Linked DNA regions of Sus scrofa: all the other regions are linked to region 2. The links are chromatin contacts, called in public HiChIP or PLAC-seq maps. All regions are on one chromosome and are shown on one strand. The core of a region is the stretch at or near the end of the contact, and the rest is flanking DNA. Distances in the headings are between cores, read along the strand shown.

What was found. HiChIP or PLAC-seq counts read pairs in DNA pulled down with a chosen protein or histone mark.
Region 1: an H3K27ac HiChIP or PLAC-seq map of alveolar macrophages shows a contact between it and region 2. The contact joins two enhancer-like sites. A contact is called at or near these places in 1 of 5 promoter capture datasets (liver), 28 of 47 Hi-C or Micro-C datasets (adipose tissue, alveolar macrophages, blood and 16 more) and 2 of 2 datasets of contacts at active chromatin or transcription factors (alveolar macrophages and skeletal muscle).
Region 3: a contact with region 2 is called in an H3K27ac HiChIP or PLAC-seq map of alveolar macrophages. The contact joins two enhancer-like sites. A contact is called at or near these places in 1 of 5 promoter capture datasets (fetal liver), 3 of 47 Hi-C or Micro-C datasets (alveolar macrophages and blood) and 2 of 2 datasets of contacts at active chromatin or transcription factors (alveolar macrophages and skeletal muscle).

What each region holds. Positions count from the first base shown.
Region 1 is chr3:19,438,573-19,441,272 of Sscrofa11.1, reverse strand. It overlaps GTF3C1 (general transcription factor 3C polypeptide 1), which reads right to left. Exons shown (of 37, transcript XM_005662065.3): 37 at 1,631-2,644. The coding sequence ends at 2,432. Among named protein-coding and RNA genes, the nearest start is that of IL21R, 49 kb to the left of the region's middle. Within about 2 kb of position 1,367, at least 26 of the 83 cell types and tissues checked have an H3K27ac peak or open chromatin away from gene starts, as enhancers often do. A contact at or near this core is called in adipose tissue, alveolar macrophages, liver and 2 more, where this site is marked.
Region 2 is chr3:19,644,398-19,647,097 of Sscrofa11.1, reverse strand. It overlaps NSMCE1 (non-structural maintenance of chromosomes element 1 homolog), which reads right to left. Exons shown (of 8, transcript XM_021086448.1): 5 at 2,037-2,183. Among named protein-coding and RNA genes, the nearest start is that of KDM8, 30 kb to the left of the region's middle. Within about 2 kb of position 1,282, at least 18 of the 83 cell types and tissues checked have an H3K27ac peak or open chromatin away from gene starts, as enhancers often do. A contact at or near this core is called in adipose tissue, alveolar macrophages, liver and 2 more, where this site is marked.
Region 3 is chr3:19,503,275-19,505,974 of Sscrofa11.1, reverse strand. No RefSeq gene overlaps it. Among named protein-coding and RNA genes, the nearest start is that of IL21R, 15 kb to the right of the region's middle. Within about 2 kb of position 1,339, at least 4 of the 83 cell types and tissues checked have an H3K27ac peak or open chromatin away from gene starts, as enhancers often do. A contact at or near this core is called in alveolar macrophages, where this site is marked.

The DNA of each region.
Region 1 (2,700 bases), core at 118-2,617, 210 kb after region 2:
CTCTGATCAGACCCCTAGCCTGGGAACCTCCATATGCTGCAGATGTGGCCCTAAAAAGAAAAAGGAATGGATTGTGTGAGTGAAAAGGGTAAGAATGAAGAGGGGAGGGACAGGGAACCCAAGGGAGGAGCTGCAGGGGTCTGGGCCCCGCTGTCACTCAGGGTGAACAGGACATGGCTCCTCTGGGCTCAGTGCCCCCCACCCCCGTTTTATTAGGTAGTTGATGTTTAAAAGCCCTTTGCTTCTAAATGTGAATTCTTTCTCCTGGGGACGCCGACTTTCGTTTTCCATAGTCCCTGCCCCTCCCTGGTAGTGGCCGAGGCCCCCTTCCTCTCCTCGGTGTTGCCTGAAGGTGTCTGATCTCAGTTTCTGGTCTACGCTGTGGTTCCAGGAGCCCCGGGTGCAAAGAGCCACCTTAGTTGGGGACAGTGAATAGAGGAGGGGCTGGATGGACAGGTGGACGGGCAAGTGGGGGTGGGGGAAGGTGTAGGTCGGTTGCCCAGGATGCTGGCTGTGGAAACGTAGATCGCAGAGGCCCCGTCTTTCCACTCAAGCGCAGACCCCTCGCCTCTATGTCTCATCGCCCACAGACGAGCCCAACCTGGGGGGACGGGAAAAGGAAGGGGGCTGGGCTGAGCCCTGCCATATGCCAGCCCTTGGTGTTCTTCGGCCCACTTGGTCCTCCTGTGAGAGAGATGTTCTGTCCCCACTTCTCAGATGAGAAAACCAAGGCTCTGAGCCGGAAACATCAAGCCTGGACTCCCCGCTGCCTTCCTCCCACCGCTTAGCGCATTCCCACGGGATCAGCCTCTGTATCTTCTGTTTCCAAAGCCGATCACACCTGTTATTCTACTTGATTTCAAAAAAACCCCTCAGATGCTATTTTTTTCACATTTGAGTAAACATGAAAAAAGAAGAGGAAAATGATGTGAAGACTTGGGTCGGGTCTCGGCTGTGCTGGGGTTCACCCTTGAGACCCCGGACCCCACGCCCCTGGCCCCCTGTCACGCTGGAATCTGGTCCAGGGTGACCAGTGGCCGGGTTCCTGGAGGCGGGAGGACGGGAACAAAGGGCTGCCAGCCAGGCCGGGTCAGGCGCTGCAGGTGGTAAGTGAGGGAGCTGCAGTGGGCCTGCGACCGGGCCTGGTGGGGGCATGTCCCATTCTCGTGACTGTCACGTGCGGTGTTGTGGGATTGCTCCAACTTTCAAGATAGAAATCTGTATTTTTAAAAAATCTGGAAATCTTCAATGTTTACAGAATGTTGGCCACTAGCAAAACAAAATAAAACAAAGAACCGTTGTGAGCTAAAGGGAACTGCCATGGACAGAATCCATGTCCCAGGCCCGTGTCCTCTGTGGCCTGCTGGCATCGCAGACTGTGCCAAGTGGCCTCAGGCCCGTCCTGCGCTGGGTGCTTCTGGACACCTGTCAAGGGAGAGGAAGAGGCCCAGCCAGGCAGGAGGAAGGGCTTTAGAGGTGGCGGCCGGTGGCGAGGCTGCGCCTGGGGCTGGCTGAGCTCGGCCGCAGCCCCCGCTTTCTCCCTGGGTTTTACCGGCCACATTCATTCCTGGTTGTTGTGCGGCCGAAAACAAGGCGCCCCCAGGGGATCAGAGATTCTTCAGGAAACACAGAGAACAAAATACACTTTACTTCACTTTAATTAAAAAATAAATACATGCCAGGGGATTTTTTTTAAATGAGGAAAAAGGTTGAAAAAACAAAACAAACCCCGGGACTTCCCGTTTTTAGCTGGTGGGAGGCCTGTGGGTGGCCTGCAGGCTCAGCCCCGCCTGGAGGGCAGGGGTTCCGCCGGGCACACAACCCCCTTCTGCGACGTGTCCCCGGGAGGCCCTGCCCCTCAGGCCACGGGGGCTTTCTGGGGAGCAGGGGGGGGTCCTCCGCAGTGGGGTGGCTGGAAGCTGCAGGGCGAGGTGTGTGTGGACGGGGCAGAGCCCCGTGTCCTGAACTCCCAGCCCCTCGCCGGCCAGCAGATGTCCATACAGGGCTCCAGGCCTGGGCCGGCGGCTCTGCTCCCGAAAGGCAGCCTCAGCTCGGAAGCCCTCGGAGGACGGGCCCCCTGGGGGCTTCTCAACCTCACCACAACCCAGGTTCCGGAGAGCTGGGTGGGCGGCTCAGCCGAGGCCCCGGGAATAGGAGGAGGTGACGAAGCGAGGTCCCTTGGGGCAGCCCGGGAAGGGCCTGGGGGCAGGTGGGCAGGTGGCCCTCCTTCCAGGAGGTTCCGGGCCAGGAAACAGCATTTGAGGCCTCAGGCTGGGCACAGGGTCTCTGTACAATTGGCGGGTGGGGGCAGGGCCCTCTGCACCCCAACCTCGCCAGGCTGCACCCCACAGTGGGCAGAGGCCCCCCAGGAGAGCACACTCTCTCTCAGGGTCGGCAGAGGGACAGGCGGGTCGCGAGGGCCACGGGGGCCTCAGAGGTGGACCCACTTGTTCCAGTTGGCCTCGCTGGGGAAGACACGGCCCAGGCGGATGGTGCAGTCCAGCGTGGGCTCGTAGGACACCGTGAGGTTCTCGCTCAGGCTCGAGGGCGCCTCCACCTCTTCGATCGCTGGCTTGGAGAAGAGCGACACGCTCCGGGGCTTCCTCAGCAGGCGCTTTTTAATGCAGCCCAGGAATTCCAGGCCCTGCAGACGCCACAGACAGACTGGTTTCCAGGGGCGCTTAAGGCCCATGTCCTCTC
Region 2 (2,700 bases), core at 33-2,532:
GCTGTTCCTCCAGAGGGCCACAGGACTCACGGCAACCCCCAGGCTGACCATTCAGAGAGCACTCCGCCCTCACGAAGGAAACACCCGAAGCCGTCACTGTCCTCATCCTCCAGACAGGAAACGGCCCAGAGACCAGAAGCCACTGCCACGGGCAGCAGCAAAGCCAGAGCACCTGGGGGCCTGCCCACCGCATCCTCTGCTGCACCGGGCCTGTTCCTTCGTCCGCGAAAGGCCCGAGGGCTCAGCCAGCCAGGGGGCTCCCCTGAGGCCTGTGGGGCTGTGGGGGCCAGGGCTCAGCTCACAGAGCCTCCAGGCCACCGTCTCCCCCAAGGTCAGGGCCGCCCCTGGAGAAGGCGGCCCCAGCATCTCCATGTCACTGAGGAAGAAGCAGAGATGACAGGAGGCTGGGCCCGAGGGCAAGCCCAGCAGCCCCCAGAAGCACATTCTTTCCTTCCCTGGTCCCCTCTCTGGGCAGCAAAGGACAGCCTCCAGCCCTGCGCGGTGACGTGACAGCATCGTGCTGGATATGCACGACCGCCTGCAGGCCCCAAGCAGGGCACAGGGGGTGAGCTCGGTGGGCGGGGGGAGGATGACACGATGACACGTGTTCTCAGCAACGTGATCCCCCATCCAAACACCGCTTCTTCCCAATCTACAAGGATTTCCGGTGTCACTGCCTCGGTATGTTTTAGATACATTGCGTTCCTCTGGGATTCCATCCTCCCGCCCCGTTCAGGAAGCAGTTACCAGGGCCTCAGGAGCACTGAGGTGCAGCCACGAGGAGGGCGCAGGCCTGGCCCTCAGGGAGCTTGCCCGAGGACAGAGCGTGGGGTTGTGACCCGAGCTGCCCCAGAACGTTCCGTGTTGCCAAATCCACCCCAGAGAGGAAGGAAAACTGTGACAAAGCAATTGACAGGGACCTGCAGTCACCCGAGCTGGGGGCTGAGCATGGCCCTGCCACTTGCCGGCTGTGGGACTTCACCCAGATCATGGGGCTGCCGTGGTTCGGCCACGGAACAGAGCTAAGGGGCTCCGTGTCGTCACAGGGCGGCCGGGAGGACCTGAGGTGCAGACGTGCCCAGAGATGCTGGCACACCCCCCACCTGCCACCCCTGACCTGGCCGCTGTGGCCTCGCCAGACCTTTCCTCCCATCAGCAAAGTCCCTCAGGAACTGACTATTTCTGGTCAGGCTGCCGGGGTCCCCTCCACCAAGAGATCGACCACTCAGAGCACTGCTGTCACCACACCAGAGGGGACCTCTCCCCAGAAGGGAAGTGAAGCATGGCGTTACCACAGCAGCAGCCTCCAGCCTCGGGCCTGACCGCTGAGTGAGGAAGTCGAGGGCCCAGCTGAGCACGTCCCGCCCAGATGGGCAGCGGAGGGGCAGGGCTGTGGGACCCAGGGCGGCGCTAAGCACGTCCGGCTTGGGTTTCTTGGAAACGGGGGTGCGTTTGTGGAAAAAGAGCGGAGACATCTGACTGCTCCAGCTGACAGAACTAGACGCAGGGCGTCTAGAAGCTTGAACCTTTCCCGGCTCCCTCCAGCTCCTCGCCTCAAGGGCCGCCATCTAAGTGCAAGAACCCAAGAGCACGGGTCCAGAAGAGTGTGATGCTGCCATTGAGAACCGTGCCGTCACAGCGATTCCTGAGGGGCCAGCAGCAGGCACCTGACGCACCTGGAGTGGATGCCACCACTCCCCTCAGTAGACATGAGGACACGGGGGACACCCGCACCGGGATTTGGGCCCAGGGCTGGTGCTCACGCTGTACCCCTACCCAGCGTGCACACTGCCTCCAGCCCGTGGACCCGGGTCACAGGCCTGGCCACTTCCAGCTGGGGCACCCTGGACAAGGTCACAGGAGTGACCAGGAGGTTCCAGGCCTCCTCGCAGGGTCACTGTGGGCATCGAAGCAGATGAGGGGCCTGAAAGGGCCTGGCTCCACAGACACGCGTGGGATCCAGGGTGGTTGGGGAGGGAAGATGATGATTCCCTCCAAAAAGTGAGCCAAGCTGGAGAATCTGTGGGACCAGGTACCTCAATGAGCCATTTGTTTTGTACAAACTTCTGCAGCACTTGCTCGGCCTCCTTCTTCCTCATCTTCTTGCCTTTGAGCTGATCGACCAGGTTCAAGATATTTGTGGAAGACGCGAAGCCGCTTTCGGAGTCGATAATGAGTTCCAGCTAGAAGAAACAGCGGGTACCACGTTCATCTATTAAATCGGCAAAAATAACTTTGAAGCAATGATACCAACCCCGACAGGGGTGCAGTGAAATTACTCACATCTCAGGCAGAAATCTAGGAGCCTTCAGGAAAACAATAATATGCATCAAAAACCATAACACATTCAGTTTTGACTCCACAGTCACTCTTGTAACGCCATCCCAAGTGAAGAGTCTTATTTATTTTGTCTTTATTTTAGGGCTGCACCCACAGCATATGGAGAGTCCCAGGCTAGGGGTCAAGTCGGAGCTGTAGCTTCCGGCCCAGCCACAACCACAGCAATTCGGGATCCAAGCTGCATCTGCGACCTACACCACAGCTCACGGCAACGCCAGATCCTTAACCCACTGTGCCAGGCCAGGGATCGAACCCGTGTCCTCGTGGATACTAGTCAGATTCATTTCCACCGAGCCACAATGGGAACTCCCCAAATGAATGATCTTAATGCCTCCCCTTAAATCAAGAAGGGTCATTTCA
Region 3 (2,700 bases), core at 90-2,589, 140 kb after region 2:
CCACTTCCCTTCATCCACCCACAATGGGGCACTCATTCCCCGAAACCCTGTGTCTCTGCTGGGGGTCTGGTGGCTTCCTTCCCCTTTCAGTCTGTTCTCATCTTGATTATTCCTCTTTTATCTTTCCTTTCTTTCTTTCTGTTTTTTTTTTTTTTTTTTTTCTTCTTAGGGCCACACCCACAGCATATGGAAGTCCCCAGACTAGGGGTCCAATCGGAGCTGCATCTGCGACCTACACCACAGCTCAGGGCAACGCTGGATCCTTAACCCACTGCACGAGACCAGGGATCGAACTTGCATCCTCATGGATACTAGCGGAAACTCCCTCCTTCTTTTACTTTGTTCTGCATGTATCTTGTTGCTCTTTTTCCAAATTCTTGAGAGGGATGTTTGAGACTTTCAGTTTTAGGTTTTCTTCTCTTCTTTTTTTTTAAGGGTTTATTTTATTTTATTTTATTTTATTTTAAACTCTTTTTTTTTTGTCTTTTTTTTTTTTTTTTTGTCTTTTTGCCTTTTCTAGGGCCGCTCCCTCGGCATATGGAGGTTCCCAGGCTAGGGGTCGAATCGGAGCTGTAGCCGCCGGCCTATGCCAGAGCCACAGCAACGCAGGATCCGAGCCGCGTCTGTGACCTACACCACAGTTCACAGCCACGCTGGATCCTTAACCCACTGAGCTAGGCCAGGGATCGAACCCGCCACCTCATGGTTCCTAGTCGGATTCGTCAACCACTGCGCCACGACGGGAACTCCTTCTTCTTTTCTAACGTACAAGTTTTGAAGGCTGCACATTTCCCTCTAAGTACTGTTTGAGCAGCAATGCCCATGTTTTGATATGGACTTTTTGTATCACTCAGTTCCGAATGCTTTCTAACGTTTCCATTGTGATTTTTCTCATTGTCCCTTAGCTGATGTAGGGGTGTATTTCCTGGTTTTCCCAGCCACGTTTTTGAAAACCTTTGGAATGTCCTCTCTTATCTTGCCAACATGGTGGACTGCTCTTCATCCTTTGAGTCCAATGCAAGTGTCCCCTCCTCCGTGAAGCCTTCCCTCGACACCCCCTCCACACGACTCCAGGCGTGTAATTAGTAGTTGCCTCTTTTCTGTCCCCATGGCACTTTGTACAGATGGTCATTGTAGCATTTGTAGGGCATCCAGTAATGCATCTGTCAAAACTCTTTCAGTTTCAAGTGAAAGAAAACTGATCTTTTTGGCTGAAACCAAAAGGGAACTTAGTGTCTCATTTCACTAAGATGTCTGGCTTTCAGGCACAGCTGGATCAAGGAGTTCTGATTCCTGATGACTCAGTTAATCTCTTGGGTCATTTCCTGAATGTTGACTACATTCTGTGGCAAGTTCTCTCATTGTGGCCATGAGCTATCTGTAGCAGCTGCAGAGGGCACATCTGCTCTGCTCCAAGTCTGCAATCTTGGCCCTAATTGTCTCATCAAAAACTGGAGATTCATTGGTTCTAACTGGGCTACATATGCTGACTTGGATGAATTAATACGGCCCTGGAGAAGAGCGTACATTGGCTTAGGATGGGGTCATGTGATCCCCTGGGAAAGGAGGCAGAAAACACCAGGACACAAATACCTGGAGAGGGGAGTTCCCATGGTGGCGCAGCGGAAATGCATCCAACTAGGAACCATGAGGTTGCGGGTTTGATCCCTGGCCTCGCTCAGTGGATTAAGGATCCTGCGTTGCCATGAGCTGTGGTATAGGTTGCAGACGCCGCTGGGATCCTGTGTTGCTGTGGCTGTGGTGTAGGCTGGCAGCTGTAGCTCCGATTGGACCCCTAGCCTGGGAACCTCCATGTGCCGTGGGTGCAGCCCTAAAAAGCAAAAAAGGAAAGAAAGAGGCACTACTCCTTAATGCTAAGACTACTATCCGGTCAGTCTTATGCTCGCCACACGCCACTGTCCCTAGATCTTTGCTTTTAGTCCCGTGTGTCCCTTCCCCACTGGATTTGAGACTAGGGACAGCGAGAAAAGTGCTTTCCTATTAACCGAGAAAAGCTGGAGCCTGCAGGGAAAGAAGGAGATGGGCAAGCCCTCCTGGACCCTGTTATCGCAGCTGCTGCTGTAACTCCTAGTCAGCTCTGGCTGCTACAACACATACCACTGAGAAGGCAACTTAAACAACAGACATTCTTCTCACAGTTCTAGAGATAGGCAAGTCCAAGATCCCAGTGGGCTGGCTGACCAAGTTCCTGGCAAGAACCCGCTTCCTCGTTTGCAGATGGCCGTCTTCTTGCTGTGTCCTCATAGCCTCTCCTTGGTGTGTGTAGACGGAGGGCGAGAGGGTGAGCTCCCTTGTGTCTCTTCTTGTAAGGACACCCATCCCACCCTTCCCCACTTCCTTAGAGGCCCCCGCCTCCACATACAGCCACACTGGGAGTTAGGGCTGCCATGTGTGAATTTGGGGACGACGCGAACACTCAACCCACGAGGCTCTCCTTCCAGGAGGAGGCTTCCCACATCTTTTCAAAAATCCGAGCTGCACAGACGCCCGTGTGAAAGGAGCCTTTATGGCCCTGTGGTCCAACCGCACACGCAATCAATCTGACCATTTACCCACATCAACAGGTGGCCCAGCCTGGTTTGCATACCTCCGGGGACAGGAAGCTCACCATCTTCTGCAATTAGGCACCTCTGACGGCACTGGTCTGGACCTAAAGGTCAGCAGCTTTCACAACCCCCG